Regions from separate parts of the Mus musculus genome. Here regions 2, 3 and 4 are each linked to region 1. Evidence: chromatin contacts called from public HiChIP or PLAC-seq and promoter capture Hi-C data. All regions are on one chromosome and are shown on one strand. The core of a region is the stretch at or near the end of the contact, and the rest is flanking DNA. Distances in the headings are between cores, read along the strand shown.

The links. Promoter capture Hi-C pulls out the DNA fragments that hold promoters and counts their contacts. HiChIP or PLAC-seq counts read pairs in DNA pulled down with a chosen protein or histone mark.
Region 2: an H3K4me3 HiChIP or PLAC-seq map of pro-B cells shows a contact between it and region 1, with 4 times the contacts expected there. The contact joins the promoter of Ptpn7 here to the promoter of Syt2 in region 1. A contact is called at or near these places in 2 of 39 promoter capture datasets (the 3T3-L1 cell line and stem cell-derived epiblast-like cells), 3 of 484 Hi-C or Micro-C datasets (embryonic fibroblasts, embryonic stem cells and nephron progenitors), 6 of 115 datasets of contacts at active chromatin or transcription factors (embryonic stem cells, pancreatic cancer cells, pro-B cells and 1 more) and 1 of 9 other capture datasets (embryonic stem cells).
Region 3: a contact with region 1 is called in an H3K4me3 HiChIP or PLAC-seq map of embryonic stem cells, with 5 times the contacts expected there. The contact joins the promoter of Lgr6 here to the promoter of Syt2 in region 1. A contact is called at or near these places in 2 of 39 promoter capture datasets (the 3T3-L1 cell line and embryonic stem cells), 1 of 15 datasets of contacts at CTCF or cohesin (stem cell-derived epiblast-like cells), 3 of 484 Hi-C or Micro-C datasets (all in embryonic stem cells), 11 of 115 datasets of contacts at active chromatin or transcription factors (embryonic forebrain, embryonic stem cells, large pre-B cells and 1 more) and 1 of 9 other capture datasets (embryonic stem cells).
Region 4: a contact with region 1 is called in a promoter capture Hi-C map of second pharyngeal arch cranial neural crest. The contact joins the promoter of Cyb5r1 here to the promoter of Syt2 in region 1. A contact is called at or near these places in 2 of 39 promoter capture datasets (cranial neural crest and second pharyngeal arch cranial neural crest) and 2 of 115 datasets of contacts at active chromatin or transcription factors (embryonic stem cells and pancreatic cancer cells).

The regions. Positions count from the first base shown.
Region 1 is chr1:134,706,970-134,711,495 of GRCm38.p6, reverse strand. Syt2 (synaptotagmin II) reads right to left here and starts at 2,196. Exons shown (of 9, transcript NM_001355726.1): 1 at 2,072-2,196.
Region 2 is chr1:135,130,642-135,135,167 of GRCm38.p6, reverse strand. Ptpn7 (protein tyrosine phosphatase, non-receptor type 7) reads right to left here and starts at 2,468. Exons shown (of 10, transcript NM_177081.4): 1 at 2,378-2,468; 2 at 1,245-1,418; 3 at 545-728; 4 at 253-337. The coding sequence starts at 1,366. It also overlaps the pseudogene Ptprv.
Region 3 is chr1:135,103,046-135,107,571 of GRCm38.p6, reverse strand. Lgr6 (leucine-rich repeat-containing G protein-coupled receptor 6) reads left to right here and starts at 2,296. Exons shown (of 18, transcript NM_001033409.3): 1 at 2,296-2,643. The coding sequence starts at 2,432.
Region 4 is chr1:134,403,987-134,408,512 of GRCm38.p6, reverse strand. It overlaps Cyb5r1 (cytochrome b5 reductase 1), which reads right to left and starts at 2,732. Exons shown (of 9, transcript NM_028057.3): 1 at 2,460-2,732; 2 at 2,051-2,200; 3 at 1,842-1,914; 4 at 1,361-1,467; 5 at 810-939; 6 at 26-109. The coding sequence starts at 2,474.

The sequences.
Region 1 (4,526 bases), core at 947-3,446:
AACACTTCACACATTTCTTCTTTAATCTCCATAGGAACACTAGAAGGCTGCCGCCTTTATCACTGTGTTTTGACAATGAAGTCACTGAAGCTCAAAGATATAAAAGCACTCACTCAAGGTCACTGAATGGCAGAATGGGGGCTCCCAGGTCTCATTCCAGGGCTGTGTAGAGCCTGGGAAAGGGCCCTGTTTCTCACACCATGTCTCAAGGCATCTCTGGGGATAGACGCAAGGAGGGGCCGTGCACTGGGAGTTCCAGAGGCCACCTGCTCCCATAGAGCGCCCTCTTGGTACTCAGCAAGCACCAATCCTGACCTCTGGCCATACGACTTCAGAGATGAATGGGTTCCGGGGCATCCTCCAGCTGGACTTTCCTCATATACAGATGAGGAAGGCAAGGAAGGGTATTTCCCAAGGTCACATAAGATCGTGCAAATGGGAATTGAAGCCTGGGACTCAGCCTAACTTTCTCCTCTTTTCCCAGGAGTCTTCCTAAAGTACCCGAGACCCAGCGCCAGGCTAGGGACTTATCTCAGCTGAAGTCCCAACAGGTTCTCCCCAAGAACACCTCGGTCTTCCATGCAGGCAGTCCAGGCTGTGCAATGGGCTGGTATAGCTCCCACTAGAGAGCTTTCTACCAAGGAAGGATTCTTGAGGTAGCGGACAGCAGAGAAGACAGCATGACCTTGGGAGGCCTCTGAGTCTCCTGTCTATCCCAGGGACCCTCTTCCCCAGTGAAAATTATGTCCTGTGCAGAGGGTGGGCAGTTCTGGGCTAACAGTGGCCTGTCAGGCCTGGAGACTCTGTAAGGAACAGTGATGGAGGTAATAGACTGTAGGCCTCAGTCCACTTGGAAGGCTAAATAAGGAACTACATACTCAGGGGCTAGCCTTCTGTACCGTTTCCCCTTCAGTTGGGACAGGAGGTATCAGGATGGGAAAGACTCAGATCCTCGATGTGCCAAACCCCCATTTCCACGTCTGGAGACTAAGGCCTAGGAGAGTAAATGAGTTACTCAAGGTCAGCCAAAGGGGCAGAATGCCTTCTGATGCCCCCTGAGGTTCCAGGTTCTGAGTCTCACACTGTTGCCCTTCCAAGTGTGCACAGGGCTCTCTGCAGAGGCCAAGAATCAAAGGCAGTGAATTCCCAGGCACGGAACGCTTGGCAGACTTAGTCACGGACTCGGTTCACCGGACTGGACGGCCTTCCTCCTCCTCTTCCCCATCTCCCCACCATCACTCCTGTGTGGTGCACCACTCCCCTACATCAGACTGAGACTCCCAGAGGTACACCATTGGTCCAAGGTCACACAGCAAACCAGCAGAGCGCCACTGCCCACTCTCCCATCCGTGGCCGCTTGCCAGGATCCTTGAAAACCCCCATCCCTCCAATGCACAAAGCCACGGCACTGGTTGGAGAATGAAAAAGTTCTCGGGAGAGAACGGGGCACAAAACATGTCCGCAGATTCTGGTCTGGATAGACCAGGCCGAGGAGTGCCAGCACCCCCACTGCGCGCCACTCTGCGCCAGGGGGCTCCAAAGCTCCGAGCACATGGGATCCACCAACTCATTCTCACTGCAGCGGGGGCACGCAGGGTCCCCCACTCTCTCTCTCTCTCTCTCTCTCTCTCTCTCTCTCTCTCTCTCTCTCTCTCTCTGCACATGCTTCTCACCACACACCCACTGCATCCACCCTCCAGGGCACCTCTTCCTGGGATGAGCTGTGAGTGCCCTCGCTCCCTAGCTAGCTCCCTGTCCCAGTACAGAGCGCTATCCTGTGCTCAGCACTAGAACAGGTCTAGGTGGAGGGGTTCCTGGGATATTCAGGACATCTCCCCCGGGACAAAGAAGTGGATTTCGGGAGCCCGATCTCACCAAGGGCTGATCCTGCACTTAGTTTATGCCTCAGCAAGTGCTGAACCCTGAAAGTCATGGTCTCATTTGGTGATCCAGCCTCCCAGGGGTCCAACACCAGGCCCTGGAAAGCTGCTGGTGTCCTGGGTGTGGCCTCACTTGGGACTGCGGGACATGGGATGCCCTCGCAGGGCTCCCTGCCTGGGCTCCCTCTTACCCGGGGACGGTCCGGGAGCCGATTCGGCGTGGGCTGGTGCAGAAGGCAGCGGGAGTCTGCCGCCCCGAAGTCCAGGTCCCCTCTTCCCACTCCCGCGCCGGCCAGCGCTGCGGCTCTCCTCCCGCTCCCTCGCTCGCGCGCTCTGCAGTAGTAACAACCTGATCCGCTTCCCCCGCCCGCCAATTGAGATGCGCCTCACATCCGCCTGCACACGCGCGTGCGGCCCCTCGGAGGCGATCCCCGATCCAGATCCTGGATCTCGGGGAGCAGGGACCTGTCCTGGTAGCCCACACCCTGTTCTTGAGTCAGGACAGTCCGCGGAGGGTGGCTGAGAAGGGGCCGCCCCGGGAAGATGCTGCTTGGAGTCACCGGGCAGAGGGGTTTAGCCGCATGCGGTCATTTCAGAAGTTGCAGGCTGGGCGGCTCAGACCCCGGAACCGCATGGGGCTCCCCCCTGCCTCTGCGGAGAATCCCCACCACGCGCGCAGTGCCCTCCTACAACACTCCCCACCTGCCCCGCTTCTGCAAGCTTTTCCGGGAGCTTCTCGGCGCTCAAGAGTGGCTGGGGGAGGGGAATGAGAGAGGGGGACCTCCGCCTGACTGAACCGCAGGGGAGAGGAGAGAGGGGTGACGCGCTTCAGGGATACAGATTAAAGGCTTTCCTGAGTCAAGAGAAAAAAAGGGAGGGGGAACAAAAGGGGGACACCGAAGGGAGGAAAGGAGGGGAAGTGGTCCGGGGGCCACTGCACCAGGTCTCTGGAGGGTGGAGTCAGGACAGGGTGTGGGGTCTTTCCATAGGTAGCTATGGGAGGGGCGACGACACACGGAAGCTACCCGTAAAAGGGTTGTATCTTGGAGCCCTTCCTGCTTGCCCCAAATCTTGCTTTCTTCTTCTTGGGCAAGGGTTTCCACAAACCCTGAGTGGGGACACTGAGTAAGAGTGGCAGGGAGGCTTGAAACTATGGTGCCCCCTCATCCCCAGTGCCTTGGTCTGACCCTTGCGCCTCACCCTCGGTCCCCAACTCCCCTGCTGCTAAGACCTCAGCATCCCAGTCCCCAAGTGGAGTGTCCAGCTTACCCAGCCCAGCCCAGCCCACCTTTGCTCGTCTGGACTGGCTTGCTTGCTCCACCCTCTGCGGCAACACCTCTTTCTCTTTCCCTCCTGTTCTGTACACTCAAACAGGAATCAAGTTCAAGACCTGATGCAGGAAGTGATGAGGTGTGTGTGTGTGTGTGTGTGTGTGTGTGTGTGTGTGTGTGTTGTTGTTGTTGTTGTTGTTGTTGTTGTTGTTGTTGTTGTTGTTTTGTGTTTCCCATGGGCATACCTGGAAGAGACAGGAAATTACTAAACTACCATCAACCCCTTCTTCCTTCCCTCCCAGTCCTCACAGGCTGTAATGCTCCGGCAGGCAGCATGGCTGCTTTTTGTAGGGCTAGCGACTCAGTTTAGAATGGTGACTGCTTGCTGTAGGCCCGAGGCTACAGAAGAGCTGGTCTGGGGATTCCATGCAGCAGGGCTGGGCAGGAGCATGTCCCTGGACATCTGACAGGGGCTGCCCACAGTGCTGGGAAGGCTGTTCCCAGGTGTTCATTCTCCAGAGAGAAAGGGTGGCCTGGGGTCAAGAGCTCAAGGTCAGACTATAAGTAGTACTAGGAGTCTTCCCGTACCCATGCCTGCCCATGCCACCCCCAGATCTGAGAACTGCTCCCTGTGAGTGGGCAGGCTGAAGAAGTGTAAGGGGCCTGCTCCTCCACGGGGGTAACAGCACCCCTCTTTGATTTCCACCAATGAGGGAGGCTCAGTAGGTTGCATTCAGGTTAGACTGCAGGATTTCCTTTAGCTAAGCGTACCTAACAGCATCCTGCCTTAGGAGAACCCACACCTTCAGGATGGGAATGGGTAAATGTGATGATTCTCGGATGGATAAATGGGCACTACCACATGAATTGGAAGATGCCCTGGGCCTTCCTCAAAACTGCTGCCAGGCAGGAGGGTCTGAGGCAGAGATGGAGTCCGTCTATAAAGCTATGTCCACACTTTCTAGAAATACCTGTTATGTTCACAGACTGCCACCATGGGCCTGTCCCTTCCTGGGGTGGAGGGACAGTGGACTTCTATTGGTGGCATCTATGCAGATGGGGCAGGTCCTCTGAGAAAGGCATCTATAGTTGGCTCCCTTCCCTGGCAGGGGTGGTAACAATGAACCTTACAACTTTGATCTCTTAATCCATGTAGACCATCTCTGGAGGCTTCGGAGCAAGACAAGGCTATTTCAGGAGTCATGGTGGCTCAGAGGTGGGCCTTGTGATTCCGGATGCTGATCTTCCCTAATCCACATGGCCTGGGTACATATCTATACCTTCTCCCTCCTCCCTGTGCTCCTCCCATCCTTTTCCCACTCTCCAGTTTCAGCTGGTTCTGCCCTGGCCCACATCCCTGCTCAGATGTCTTCAC
Region 2 (4,526 bases), core at 1,219-3,718, 420 kb before region 1:
GGCTTTGGAGAGCTGCTTTTTGTTATTGTTGCTTGTTTTTGTGAAGGTCTCATATAAACCAAGCTAGCCTAGAACTTGCTATATAGCTGAAACCGGCCTTTAATTCCTGATCCTCTACCCCAACCTCCAAGAGCGAGGATTATTATAGTCATACATCATTATGCCTGGCTCCCAGGCCATATGTATATCTTGCCTTCTTGAGTTCTTCACCCTCAGGGACACCAACCCCCTCAGTCCCACCGTGCTCCTTACTTGGCAAGATGGTCTTGTAGCGGTCTTTGGAGGCGTGGCCAGGGATATCCAGGTCTTCAGGGTTGACAAAGTTTGAGGGAATCTTCTGTTGGGGGAGGATAAATGAGTTAATCTCTGTTCCCCCACTTCCCAGCCTCCTTTTCTTCCATTCCATCCTCTGCACACAGAGAGGAAGAGCAAGGATGGGGACAACCTCTCTCCTACACCCCAAGGAGAAGAGAGGCCCAAGGAATCCAGGATGGTCTGATATGGAAGTGTAAAGTGATGTGGAGAGGACCCCAGGATTCCTTACCAAGAATTCCTCCTCTAGCTGCTTGGGGCTGGGAGGTTGGTGCTGTAGCGTCCAGCGTGTAAGGGGGTGTCCAGCCGTGCGCAGGAAGTGTAGGGTGACTTCCCGGGGTGTGTTCACTGAGCAGATGGGTTCAACCGTGCCCAGAGACTGTACATCCAGCATCAGAGCCACACTGGAGCCCCTTCTGCAAGCACAGCCAACCATTGCCCAGTGAGCATCTCAGAGCATCTGCCTCGCTTTCAAGCTCCTTGTGGGCTCTGTCTGGGGAGGATCTGCTGAGTCTTTGTCTTGACCTAGAGGCCCAGGGCACTCAAGGGTCAGGCCCCTACTGCGTTCCCCTTTTCCTTTATCAGATAAGAACAGAGCAGCCTGCAGCTCTTCTGCTCCTTCCTGCTGTCTCTCTCTCCTACTCTCAAGCCAACACAGAGGCTCCAATGCACACCCAACTCCACAGAGGCCCCTAGCTTTGTCCCAGAGACTGTTCATCACAACTTGAAACTTAGAGAGCAGACAGACCAGGGATGACGAGAAACTTGGTGCCTCTGCCATACAAGGAATGGGCGAGCAACCTTCAAATGAGCATTATTTGGTTTGGTTTTTCCAGGCCTTGTGGATTCAGTTGTTAGAACTGGACAGGAAAGAAGGAAGGGAAGGGACGGTGATCCAGGCCTAGGAAGATCCTCCCTGTGAAAGATCTCACCTCTCCTGCAGCCGCACATGCTTCTTGGCTGGAGCTTTGGTGGGTGGAGGCTGAGTCATGTCTGCCCCCAAAGACAAGGTCGGCAGCTGTGCTCTGGAGCGCCCCTCACAGGCCTGGACCATGCTGGGGTAGGTTGCTGGGCCCAAGGGAGGCTCATTCAGCCATGAGGCATGCCTGAAAGACAAGGTCCCGCGAAGGCCTCATTAGCTAGAAGAAGGCTTCTAGTCCAGGCCAGCCAGCTATTCCCTCAAGCAAGCGGCCCAACAGCTCTCTGTTGGGATGCAGGATAGAGGACAGTTAGGGGTTAGAGTAGAAGGAAGGTACTAGAGAGAATACAGGTATGGGGAAGATAGGAAGGAATCCAGAAGGAGGAAGAGAGAGGATACCCAAGTCCACAGGGCTCTAAGCTGGGGTCTGCATGAGGCCAACAGCCTGCTAACCACACAGAAGGAAAGGGAGAAAGCATACAGCTCTCTGAGTCTAGCCAGCTAGCAGGCTTCTCTATAATGAGAAATGGAGGCCTTGAGAAGCACTGGATCCAGTCAGGGATCCAGGCACGCTCCAACTTCTAGAAGGGTCTTCTCATTGTCGGCAGTTCCACTCCAAGATCAGTTGTGGCTCCTGGGGTCTCTGTCTAGGGCGGTAGCCCAGGGGTGTTTCCTCCCTCCTCCTTCCCATCCCCCAGTCTCCCGCCTCTGCAACCGTCACAGGAAATGGCCTCATCAAACCCTAGAGCGCCAGCGCATGGTGAGGCTACAGCTGGGGGTACAAGAGAGAGGGGGCATAGAGGTGATGAGGGCATCACCTTTTGGGGGCAGCCCCTGTCTCTCAGAGCTAAGGCATGGGTGACGTGGTGGTGGGGTTAGAGTCGCTAACCCATGGGGACAGAGCTTTGGGAGCAGTGTGGGCCCATGCAGGTGTGGCTGGGACAGTACTTGCCCACAACAGGAAGGGGCCTTTAGCCTCTCCTCTCCTGGCACTCTGTGTGGCTTCTTAGCCCTCCAGTCACAGGGACACCAGATATGTCACTTCTCATGCCCTGGCCAGGCATGGGAGCCCCAAACTCAATGCTTCTTCAACCCATCCTTGGAGCCCCCCATCCCACCCCAGGGCCATAGGATGTCTGTACTCACTTCAAGTACTTACTGAAGAAGCTATGTCCCCCAGGCTGCCTCTTGCCAGCTGTCTGTCAGTCCGTCTATCTTTGAGGACTGAGAGGTTTCAGGAAGCCAGCTTCCTCCCTCCGCCCCTCCTGGCTTCCACCCACGCACACCCAACTGCGGGCTGCCCTTCTGTGCCTGCCACAAGCTGCCACCAGGGGTCGGGTGCATCCTTCCTGTGCCCTCTAAGAGCAAGCGGCTGCTGTCCCGCCACCCTCACTGGATGCCAAGGCTCTGGGAAGCGGCGAGAGATGAGGCCTTCCCTGACCACCTCGGGCCTCCTCCTCTGGGTCCTCATCAAGTGCTGTCCCCCACCCCCACCTCTTCCTTGATAGCCATGGGGAACCTTCTGCTGCTCTTCTGGTTGTGACCTTGGCTAGAGACTTATTTCCACTTCTCAGCTTCTGCCCCTGTAAGCTTTGTTGCTTCAAAGCCTGGGAATTCAGGGCCAAACCCAGACCCCCAAACAGAGCAGATGTGTCACAGAGGTGCCATAGGGGGTGGCAGGGAAGAGGAGGCAGGAGTCCTTGCTCTGTACAGGAAGGAGAGGCCAGGGCTAGGCAGGAAAGCTTCTTTCCAACTCCCTGGCCCCTCAGCCTGCAGACATAGGCTTGTCACCAGAGAACAAGTATCAGAGCTTAACTGGAGAGGACTCTGGGGTGGCTTCCATAGCAGCCCCTCAGACTACCCCTCTGGGAGTGTCTTAGAACCCTGTATCTCCTCTGAAGACTTACAGATAGGTGAAGGCTGTGACCCTCACATCAGAGACTTCCCAGGTCCTCTTCACCAGGGGGCCACTTGGATGCTTGGGGTGTGGAAAGGGAGCAGTCCCCAAGTCTAGAACTCCACACACCCCCTACCCCCGCCTGGCTTTGCTAGGCCATTCGCTGGCCCTCAGCCCAACTGGTTCGTGGTTCATGCTTGCTTGCAAGACTCCTTCACTCTGTAATGTTCCCCAAAGCGTTCCTGGGCCCCACTGCTTGAATTCCACATCCTCTCTCTCTTCCTCCCACTTCTCCGATTCAACTGTCAAACGGGTGACACCGAAAAAGAGCTGCTGTGCAGTAAGCACAGGGATGGCACCTGAGGGGGGGGGAGGGGCTGCCCTTCTCTGGCCCACGGGGAGGAGGGGAGGACCAGGAAGAGCCTTTGAAGTCCTAGGGCTTGGGGCACCTGTCTTTGTTCTTGGCTGTAAGTCAGAGGGTGGTTCTCCCAGCCTCTCCATGGCTGGTTGGTTGGTTCTGGCTCCCTTTTCTCTGTGCCTGCTCTCCTGAGAGGACTAGGTGGGATTTCCTGAGGGGGAAGCTCAGTGGAGTTGGGAAGTGGTTGGCCCTGATGCCAGGATGAGATGACAGCAGCAGGAGCCTGGGAATCCCTGCACACCCGAGCACAGGGACAGGGAGACTGGGCTCTGCCTGGACCTCCCCACAGGAGCGTCTGCCCTGGCAGATAGTGGAGGGAGTGGGAGCAGAGTGGAAAGAGAGCCACCCGCCCTGGGGCCAGCTGTTGATTAGGATCAAGAAAAGGAAGTGAGGATACCACAGGGGCGGGGAGAAGGAAGTAGGCAAAGCCCTCCCCCACCGGTCTGCCTAGCATCCTCAGTTCACAGTGTTAGCCTGCTGGCTGTGAGCACACCTCTTGACCCTCACAGTGAGGACCCGGTGGGGTTCTAGAAGTTGGAAGATGAGCTCTTGGGTAAAGAGCAAAGGAGGCTGGGAGATGGGGAAGGAAGTTGGTGGGGCAAAAGGGTCAATCAAGGCAGGAAACAAGACTCTGAGGCTCTGTCCAGGTCTCTAGATGGCTTCTCACTTTCCTGCCTCTTCTATCTGTTCTTCCCATCCCTGGGGGGCGGTGGGTTGGGGGGATTGGTCTTTCTGACTGGGAATTAGGATCCAGTACTGTCCACTTTAGAGAATGTAAAGTCCTGTTTGGAAGCCTAGTGAGCAAGCAGACACTTAGTGGTCATGTGACCTTGGCCAAGTTCCCTGAGTCTCAGGTTCCCCACCAGCCTCCTCCTTCCCTCCCTCCCTCCCTCCCTCCCTCCCTCCCTCCCTCCCTCCCTCCCTCCCTCCCTCCCTCCCTCCCTCCCTCCCTCCCTCCCTCCCTCCCTCCCTCCCTCCCT
Region 3 (4,526 bases), core at 1,047-3,546, 400 kb before region 1:
TATGCATGGTAGCCCATGACTGGAATCCCAGCACTCAGGATGTAAAGACAAGAAGATCCGAACTCAAGATCATCCTTAGCTACATAGCAAGGGTGAGGCTAGCCTGGGCTACAGGAGATCCTGACTCAAGAAACAAAAGTAACAAAAAAACCCTAAGTAACAAAAGGGGGCGCTGGGCTGTCAGAAGCTCAATGGGCACCAGTGCTTGGTGCCAAACCTGATAACCTGGGCTCAATCTCTGGGACACATATGGTGATGGAGAGAATGGACTCCCACCGATTGGTCTCTGGTTACATACTTACGTCATGTGCCATGGCACATGTGCCCATGCTACCCTTACACAAAATGTGTGTGTGTGTGTGTGTGTGTGTGTGTGTGCCTGCATGTATGTCTGTGTGAGAGTGTCAGATCTTGGAGATACAGTTGTGAGTTGCCACGTGGTTGCTGGGAATTGAACCTGTGTCCTCTGGAAGAGCAGTGCTCTTAACCACTGAACCGTCTCTACAATCATACCCATACACAAGACAAGTGTACTTAAAAAAAAAGTGGGGCTTTCTACTAGCGAGGAGCTTTCCCAAAGTGAGAATGGGTTCTTGTGACCCCCTAGGACTGAACATTAATGTTTTCTTCAGTACTGCATTTCTCAGGAGTCCAAGGGTTGGCCCCAGAGTGACTCTCCATCCTGTGGGCAGGCTGGACACTCAGCTCTGAGTTGCCCAAGCCCACTTCAGAAGGCTGCTCCAGAGGTGGAAAGGGGCCCAAGTGTGATTTTCCAGCTTTGGCTGGGGACTTGGAGCAGCATGAATGGTGTGTGTGTGTGTGTGTGTGTGTGTGTGTGTGTGTGTGTGTGTATGAGGGGTTAGAGCCAAGGTGAAGGCAAGGGGTAAGCGAGAGTAAATACAGAGGGGGCTTCTGCTTGCAGGTCTGTGTGGCTGTGGAGGGACCTTCTTACAGGCTCATCTTGTAGTTCTATCACAGCTGCGGCTGGAGCCCTGGAAGCACAGCACAGTTCTTTTGGCTTCTTGGTCTGACTATGCAGCTTCCCCTCTGCGGGCCCTGCGGCGTCCGCAAAGATAGAGAGGGGTTGATGAAGTGTTTGGGATATAGAAGTAAAAGGTGGAGGGTATCTTGGCTACCTCCGTGTGGTCCTCATGGACCATGGGGATCAAACTGCTCCCAACTTGGTCTAGTTCCATCCTGGGGCTTGGCTCAGGGAAAGATCTGGAGACCAGAGAAAGCAAAAGGACACGTGAAGGAAGCACTGCTAGCCCAGGCTGGCCTAAGAAGAGAGCTGAGTCTTGACTCCAGTTTTAGCCACTATTGCCCTTGCTCTCCAAGGTCCTGGGATTATAGATGGATTATAGATGGAATCGGGCCCTTAAGGTGCTTGAGCTGCATCTGTAGTACTGGGCCTCCAGGTGGCGCCAATCAGCCGACTCGCTGGCAAGCTCTGGCAACCAGCTGTGCGGAGGGCAGCCCCTCTGCTGTCCTGGGTCCCGAGATCAAGGTTCAGGGTGATCTCTAGACCTTAGATCTTATAGTCTACATGAGTTCATTTCCATGCCCTGTGCATCAGGTGGAATCTACGCCAGTTGCTTGGTGTTGAGGAGTGGCTCCTCAATGAGGGGGCCCCTCCTCATTCCTACTACCAACCTGCGACCACGTCCTTCCTCCTTGAGACCTTCTTCCTTCCCTGGTCGGAATGGGTGTAAAGGAGTGATCTGGGCACTAGTTCTGAGGCTGTCCCCAACTGCCGTGTGACCTTGAACATCTCTTTCTCTCGGGTCTCTTTTCCCATCAGCCTAAAATCTGGTAGTGGGGCTCAAGTCTGTGGAACTCTCTTTTGTTGTTGTTTTTTTGTTTTGTTTTGTTTTTTGTTTGTTTGTTTCTCCCCTGATGGTCTCTGGTCCCTTGAGACCCTGTGGCTGTTCCCAAAGTCAAAAAGAATTCGACCCCATAGGCCCAGCTCTGGGGCACCCTTTCTAAACAAGTGCAGGTCTCTGATGTGCTGGCCCTTCCTAGCTTTCTTTGGGTTTCTTTGCTTTCTTCACCGCCCCTCTCCTACCCCACGCCCCCGATGAAATTCCTGCCAGCTGGGAAGGAAGGAGGGAAGGGGAGCGAGCCACAGCGTAGAAAGTTTCCTTGACTCCTCCTCCCAGCCCCCCCACCCCACCCCCGTGTCTCCCTCCCTCGCCAAGCCCAGCCTGTGAAACTGAATAACGAAGATCACTCAACAATGCCTGCCCCTCTCTGACTGCACCGTCCCGCCGCCGCTGCCGCCGCCGCGCCCAAGCCAAGTCGAGCGGGGGCGTTGCCCACCGACGGCGCAGCCCTCGGGCCCGCCCGGGACCAGGAGGTGAGCCGCGCGCGCACAACTCCGTGCGCTCGCCCGTCTGAGCGCCCGCCAGGTGCCCCGCAGCCCGCCGCCGAGATGCACAGCCCGCCTGGGCTCCTGGCGCTGTGGCTTTGCGCTGTGCTGTGCGCATCGGCGCGCGCGGGCAGCGACCCCCAGCCTGGCCCGGGGCGTCCCGCCTGCCCGGCTCCCTGCCACTGCCAGGAGGACGGCATCATGCTGTCCGCTGACTGCTCCGAGCTCGGGCTCTCAGTGGTGCCTGCGGACCTGGACCCCCTGACGGCTTACCTGTGAGTACTCACCTGCTGGTACCTGTTATTCGTAATGGCCGCCTGCCCCGCAAACACTCGTTTGGTGCCCTTGGACATGCGCATCCCCAAGAGGGCTCTTCCTTTTCCAAGAGTGAAGGACTGGGAAGCTAGTCTTAGAACTTGGGAAACTGAGGCAAGAAATGAGCCTAGGCCTCCCTGCTACCTTTCCCAGGTGTTTCTCCCCCACCCCTATGGGCTTAATGTGGGACCTGGTGAAGTGCAGTGTGAACGCCAAGCAAGAAAGTGGTGTGTGTGTGTGTGTGTGTGTGTGTGTGTGTGTGTGTGTGTGTGACAGTATATTCTTTTGCTGTCCTCCTCAGAAGAACACTGCCCAGGATTGATGAAGGCAAAAGTTAGTGCTCTGTTAGGAGGTGAGGGAAGTTTGCCCTGGTAGGGATGAAATGGGTTCTTCCACCACAGCAGGAAGCGGCACTGCCCCACTGAGGCAGGGGGCTTTGGTGAAGGGTCCACGCAGCTCTCCTCTCCTTAGTTAGGGACTCTGCCAGTACCATCTTCTTGTGTGGAGGTCTCCTACCCCCTCCCCAGGCCTCCCTGAAGTCTTGTCCCAGGAGGCTGTGTTAGAGACACTAATTTGTGGGCAGGCTTCAAGACTGAAAACCAGAGAACCATTTTTAGAGTCTGAGTTGGGGTGAGGTGGTGCACGAAGGGGACCCTATTGGGGGTAGCCGGCTCAGAATCGGGAGAGCCGGAAGCTGTAGCTGATCACTACCTGGGCAGGAGTGGGTGGGAGCATAGCCCGGACCTCTTGGCCCTGACCCCTGCTGCAGGGAGAGGAAACCCCCTGGCCTCCCCTGCTATCCCTTAGAAGAAGGAGAGAAGGTGGGAAGATCTGGGTAGAAAGTCTGGCCAGAGCTCCCTCAGGCCTGAGAGAGGCTCTCTCGGCTTTGGGATCCTAGAATTGAGGATCGCTGAGGAAGAGGCAGCCGGGCTTGTTCCCAGAGGCTCGGCAATAGAGCTGGTGGGGCCAGGGTGCGATGAGAGGGTGGTGTCCTGGTAAAAGTGGGGGATCCTGAACTAGTGCCCCTTGTGGGGCTCCTTCCATATCGCGATTACCTCCCCGCCCCCATATCCTTCTTCACTCCAAAAGAAACAGTTGTGGGAACAGAAACACCCATATTCCAGAAGGACAAACCAAGTCCTGTACAGCCCCTAGGGGTGATGGGAGAGGTGGGCACAGGTATTCACAGCAGAGCTGTGAGGGTGCCCAGCACCAAGCAGAGAGCAGCAGGTCTGGGCCCACCGCCATCACACCCCAGAAATTCCATTTCTAGCAGTTTAATACATTAGGGGTCTATGACACTGTTTCTTTGGAAGACAGGGAAGATGGCTAAAAAGACTTTAGAAATAACTTCTATTCAGCCTTCCAGGACAGCAGAAAAGAGGCCTCTTGCCTGTGTTAAAGGAACAGAGAGGACACAGGACCTTTCAGAGGGTGGCAGGTCAGGCCACATTTCTCAGCAACCAAAATTTTCTAGAGTAATCTGTGGACTTTTTTTTTTTTTTTTTTCCTGGCAGGGCTTGGGAATAAGGATAGAGTTTCACTTTGGGGATCCAAGTATTCCACGTTCCATGGTGACAACAGTTCCGTGACACTTTGACCCAGTGCCCTCTGATATGCGGGGTATCTTTGGGTTAGAAGAGGTGAAGGTTTCTGAGCTCTTCCTGAGTCTTTGTGGGTGTCAAGGAAGCCTTTGAGTTTCCGAGGGTAGGAGAAGGGAGTCACGGGTGTGGGTCCTGGGTGATCCGGAGATTTTTTTCAGCAATATACACAGCGTTGCAGAGAGCTGGAAAGACCCATCCTCCTGCCTGGGCTGTGCAGGGGTCCCAGTGGGGGGTGGAGG
Region 4 (4,526 bases), core at 1,483-3,982, 300 kb after region 1:
AAAACGTCCCTCAAGTGATACAGACCTGTCCCACCAGCAATCATTCCCAATTTCTTCGCCACTCGCAGTTCAGGTGGAGATTTTTTGTTGGGCTGAATATTAAAATTCCCTGGGAAGCCAAGTGCAGAATTAGAGTCAATTTAAAACAGGAACTAAGTAAACAAACAGAACAGAAAGCATGCCCTAGGCTGTTTAGCAGCTGCTATGAAATCTGATCCTGGCACGGGCTTGAGTGGAGGTTTGAGTTTAACAGACCGGGACAATTACTCAGGAAGGACAATGGCGCTGGGATGTCTGTCTGCTTCTCAGTCAGTGCAGGCACAGAAGCCACACTTAAGGGCCCAGTGATCCCACACAGCCTGGAAGATTCAGAGGCAGCGCAGGCAAGGGAGGAGTGCGGAACGAAGACCTCTGGCAGAAGATTGTCCCCTGGTGAAGGTGGTAGGCTTGGGGCCAGGGTGAATTTCCCTAGTGGTCCAGAGCATCACCAGAGACAGGGCACAGTACTCGGGTCGTCTCCATGGGAAGAACTAAAAAGCTTTCTCTTTTGGTCCTTGGCCAGAGGGAAGTCTTTGGTGAAGGAAGGAGAGGCATAGGTTTCCTCTGGTAATCTCCACAGGGTGAAATCTGCCTTTCCATATAGCATGGTTGCTTCAGGAGACTTTGCCCAGGTACACCCATGCACACATGCAGATTCTGGGGGGAAATGGAACAAGGAGGTTGAAGATGGGACTGGGGCTGGGCCTGGGGGCCTTGGACTGTAGGGACAGGAGAAGTGAGACTGTAGGAAGGAAAGGACAGATACTCACCTTTCCCAGCATAACTGAGCAACCCGCTCGGCCCCCGGAACTCCACCATATCCCCAATCTTCAGGCTATCCAGGTATTGAGACATCTTCCCTCCTTCAGGAAATTTGGGGTGCACACCTTTCAGATAAACCTGATGAGGCAGAAAGAAAGAAAATGCCACATTTGAGATGTAATGAAAACCAAATCAGAGCGTATTACACCCATAATCTTTTCTCCCTTCCCTTAGACCCACAAAGGACTCATCATTTCCTGTTGTCAGAGGAATCCAGGAAGCTTCTAAAAATCCCAGAGTCTTTGGATTCCTTTTCTTTTGGCGTCTCTGCGTGTGTATGCACATGTATGCATACACATCTTTCTTGTTCTCGAAAGGCTAGCTTCCCCCCAAACTCTGAGTTTCTAATAATTCTCAGATACCCATTTCCCATTTTCCAGTAGAGACATGCTGAGATTTCAACTTTTACATGAGTCCAAACTGAGGCTTGGATGGCAAGTGCTTTACTCAACAACCCAGCCATCCCCCCAGCTCGGAGATTTCCTTTCTATATACTTACCTTGATGACAAGATCTACATAGCCTTGGTCTTCATCACTGGTGACAGGGGTGTAAGGCCTGATGACCAGACTGCCATCAATTCGGGCAGAGAGGTAGACGTGCTTACCTGGGAACCATGGAGAGAGACACATAAGCTGCAGTCCCACTGAGAGGACCCCTCCGCAGTATCTCCTGCCTCCTCCCACCTTTGAAACTCCCTACTGCCAGGGCCTTAGCAGCAGCAGGTAAGCAGAGGATTTGCATAATGGAAAATTAGTGTTTTCTGGGATAGGAGGCGGGTTATAATAAGTCCTAAGGAAAGAGAGAAGCCTGGAGGTTAGAGATGCGTAGGGGCACAGAAGCCACACCCTAAAAGAGTGGTCCCTCATGGGCTGAAGGATTGACAGAAGGGCAATGGTTTTTCTTAGCAGGAAAACCACCTAAGAAGTGACTCGCCCTCATACGATGCCAAGTAGAGAAGCCCACTCCCTTTTTTCTTACCCACAGGCAGCCCCAGAATGTGGTGGGCGGTGGGCAAGGCAAAGCGGAACCTCCTGGTGTTGTGGCTCACTGTCTAGAGGATAGATGACAAGATGTTTCATCAGGCAGGTCTGGCCTGCCAAGTCTTTTGGAGCAATCCAACCACTCTCGATGCTATCCCTCAAACTAAGTATCCACTCTCTGCCCTAGCCCACTTCTTCACAACTTACCGTCTTGTCTAGCAATCGCAGCAGGTACTTCTCATCCGGGTCCTGGAGAGTAACCTGCGGCCGGCGGGATCTTCGAACCAAGTAGGTACCCAGAGCCAGGCCGAGCAGAGTAAGCAGCCCCACCCCCAGAGAGGCTAGCAAGACCGGGCTCTGTGGATAGAGGAGGAAGCGTGATCGCCACGCTGAGGAAGTGCCAGGGTGTGGGTGGAGGACCAGGAGTAGCGATCCTGAGCTCCAGCGAGAAAGCATGCCAAAACCTCAGAAGCAAGCGGAGCAGTGAACTCAGCCCGCAGCTCGTGCAGCGAGACTCCAGCATCCAAGGTGGGTATGGCACAGCCCCGCGGGGCAGACTGCCCAGAACCAGCTGAGGCGGTGACCCCGGGCTCAGGGCACAGAACGAGGGTCTTACCGGCTGGATCCCCATGACCTAGAGGTGCGTCCCGCTCCGGTGGGGCGGAAAGATCCCACAATGCGCCGCGGGGCGGGCCCGGAGGCGGAGCTCTCCGGGGCGTGGTCTATGGAGGAGGGCCTGACTGAGGCAGGACTAGCGGGGACTATGCCCCCCCCTCTTCCGTGCGGAGTAGGTGGTCCAAGGGCGTGGGTATCTTGGCCGTCTCAGGCCCTCCTTTTGAGAGCTTTCTTCTCTCTGCAACTTAGACCTACCCCAAAGGATGACAGTTTTGTCTGACATGGAGCCAGGCTAATTAGCATGATGAGAAATCTCGCCGGTCTGAGAGTCTCACGGAGAGTGGAATGTTGAGCCACGCACAGGCTTAAAATAGAACAGGAAGCTTTCAGATGAAAGTTCTTGTTTTTTTTTTTTTTTTCTTCCCCAAACAGGCTACTTTGCCAGACAATTGAAATGCCTAGCTGTTGTGTCCGGCCAGCAGACCACAACCTGGGTTCTAGCCTGGAAAGGCATTTTGGAAACCTGGAAGAGAAGAGGGGCTAGGTGGCGAGAGAAAAGAATGTAGCCAAGACAGTTACTCTGATCAAGGCTCAAATTTTATTGTTGCGACACTAGTTATGAAGGAAGGGGGAGGGGACCCGATTCCCGCCGAATAATCTCGGGTCCAGTAGAAAGGTGCACGTGTGTGGCTCCTCAGGTTCCAGCAGTGGGCGTGGTAGAACGAATGAGCAGGAAGCTCCACCCCGAGCAAGCAGGTTTCAGGCTGGGGGAGGGGAGACTACATCTCCTCCCTTTTATTAACAAAATTAAAAAAAAAAGAAAAAGCTGGCCTGAGGGGGGAAAATTATCTATGCTCAATAGTTCTGCCTGGAATCTAGGGCTAAAAAAAAACTTGCTTCACTGGGATTCTATAACCTTTCTTATGGTAAACTGTATCTGGCTTAAGACTGTCCTTTCTTATCTTAGTGAACAACTAACTGAAAAGCCTGGAGCTGTAGGCTCTGACTTTATAATGCTAATTAGTACTTGGTAGGTAACTTTCTAGTTGAATTTTAAGTAGGGCGTTGGAACTTTGGCTAAGTTTGACTGAACAAATGTGAAATACACTATAATAACACTAAGTTGATATTTCTCCGCTTTTTTGGATGATAGGTGGGAAACAGGGAGAAGGAGTGACCGGCTCTTGTAGTACAAGGCCAATTGGCCTTTTTATTTGGGTGGGAGGCAGTGAAGGGCTTGCCCTTTCAATAGTACGTCTCCAATCTCTCTCCCCCCTATTAATTAAGTTAAATAAGGCAACGCTTAACTGAGGTGATCAAATGATTTTCTCATCCGTAGATGAGTGGGCTTTTAACCTTGGCTTGGGTGGACATGGACCCGATTCCTCCCGTGGGTAAAACCCACACATGTGGCTCTTGGTACCTTTTGGGGAGGCGAGGTAGAGCCGGAGAATATTTTTTATTTTTAACCAAAATTTGGTACCAACCTCTTTCAAACCGGGTTTATCTCACAGGAAACTCAGAAATGGTCAAGCCGGACCTTCCCTTGCAGTAAGTATCTCTGCACCAAGCGGTGCCCATACTGAATTTGTACAATCACAAACCAGTATGCACAGTTCTGAGTGCTGTGCAGCTCCTAAAGGAGAATTATCAACCTCAGAATTAGCAAAGCCTAAGCAAGAATTATGTCGTTAATAACACCACGATTTGTGGGTAAAATAGGAGCTGGAAGTCGTTCCTCCTCATCCCTGTTTTTTCCACAGCCTATTGAGCTAAGGACACCTTGCAGTAACAGCAAGGGTGAAAAGCCAGAGGTCAGCTAAGGGGCTAAGCCTGTCTATCAAAATAAAAACCAATCTTTATTAATATAGAAAAATCTACTCTTCTAGCCCTCTAGGTAAACCTAAATTTTTAACTCAGACTGAAAGCCACATGCTGGAAATGTCCTGAGACTGGGGGTAACAGCTGCCACCTGTGTGCTCTAGGGGGGCGGGGATGCACATCCACTGGTCCGCCTCGGGAATGTTGATTTACCTGCTTGAAAGACAAAATCTTGAAAGACAGTGAG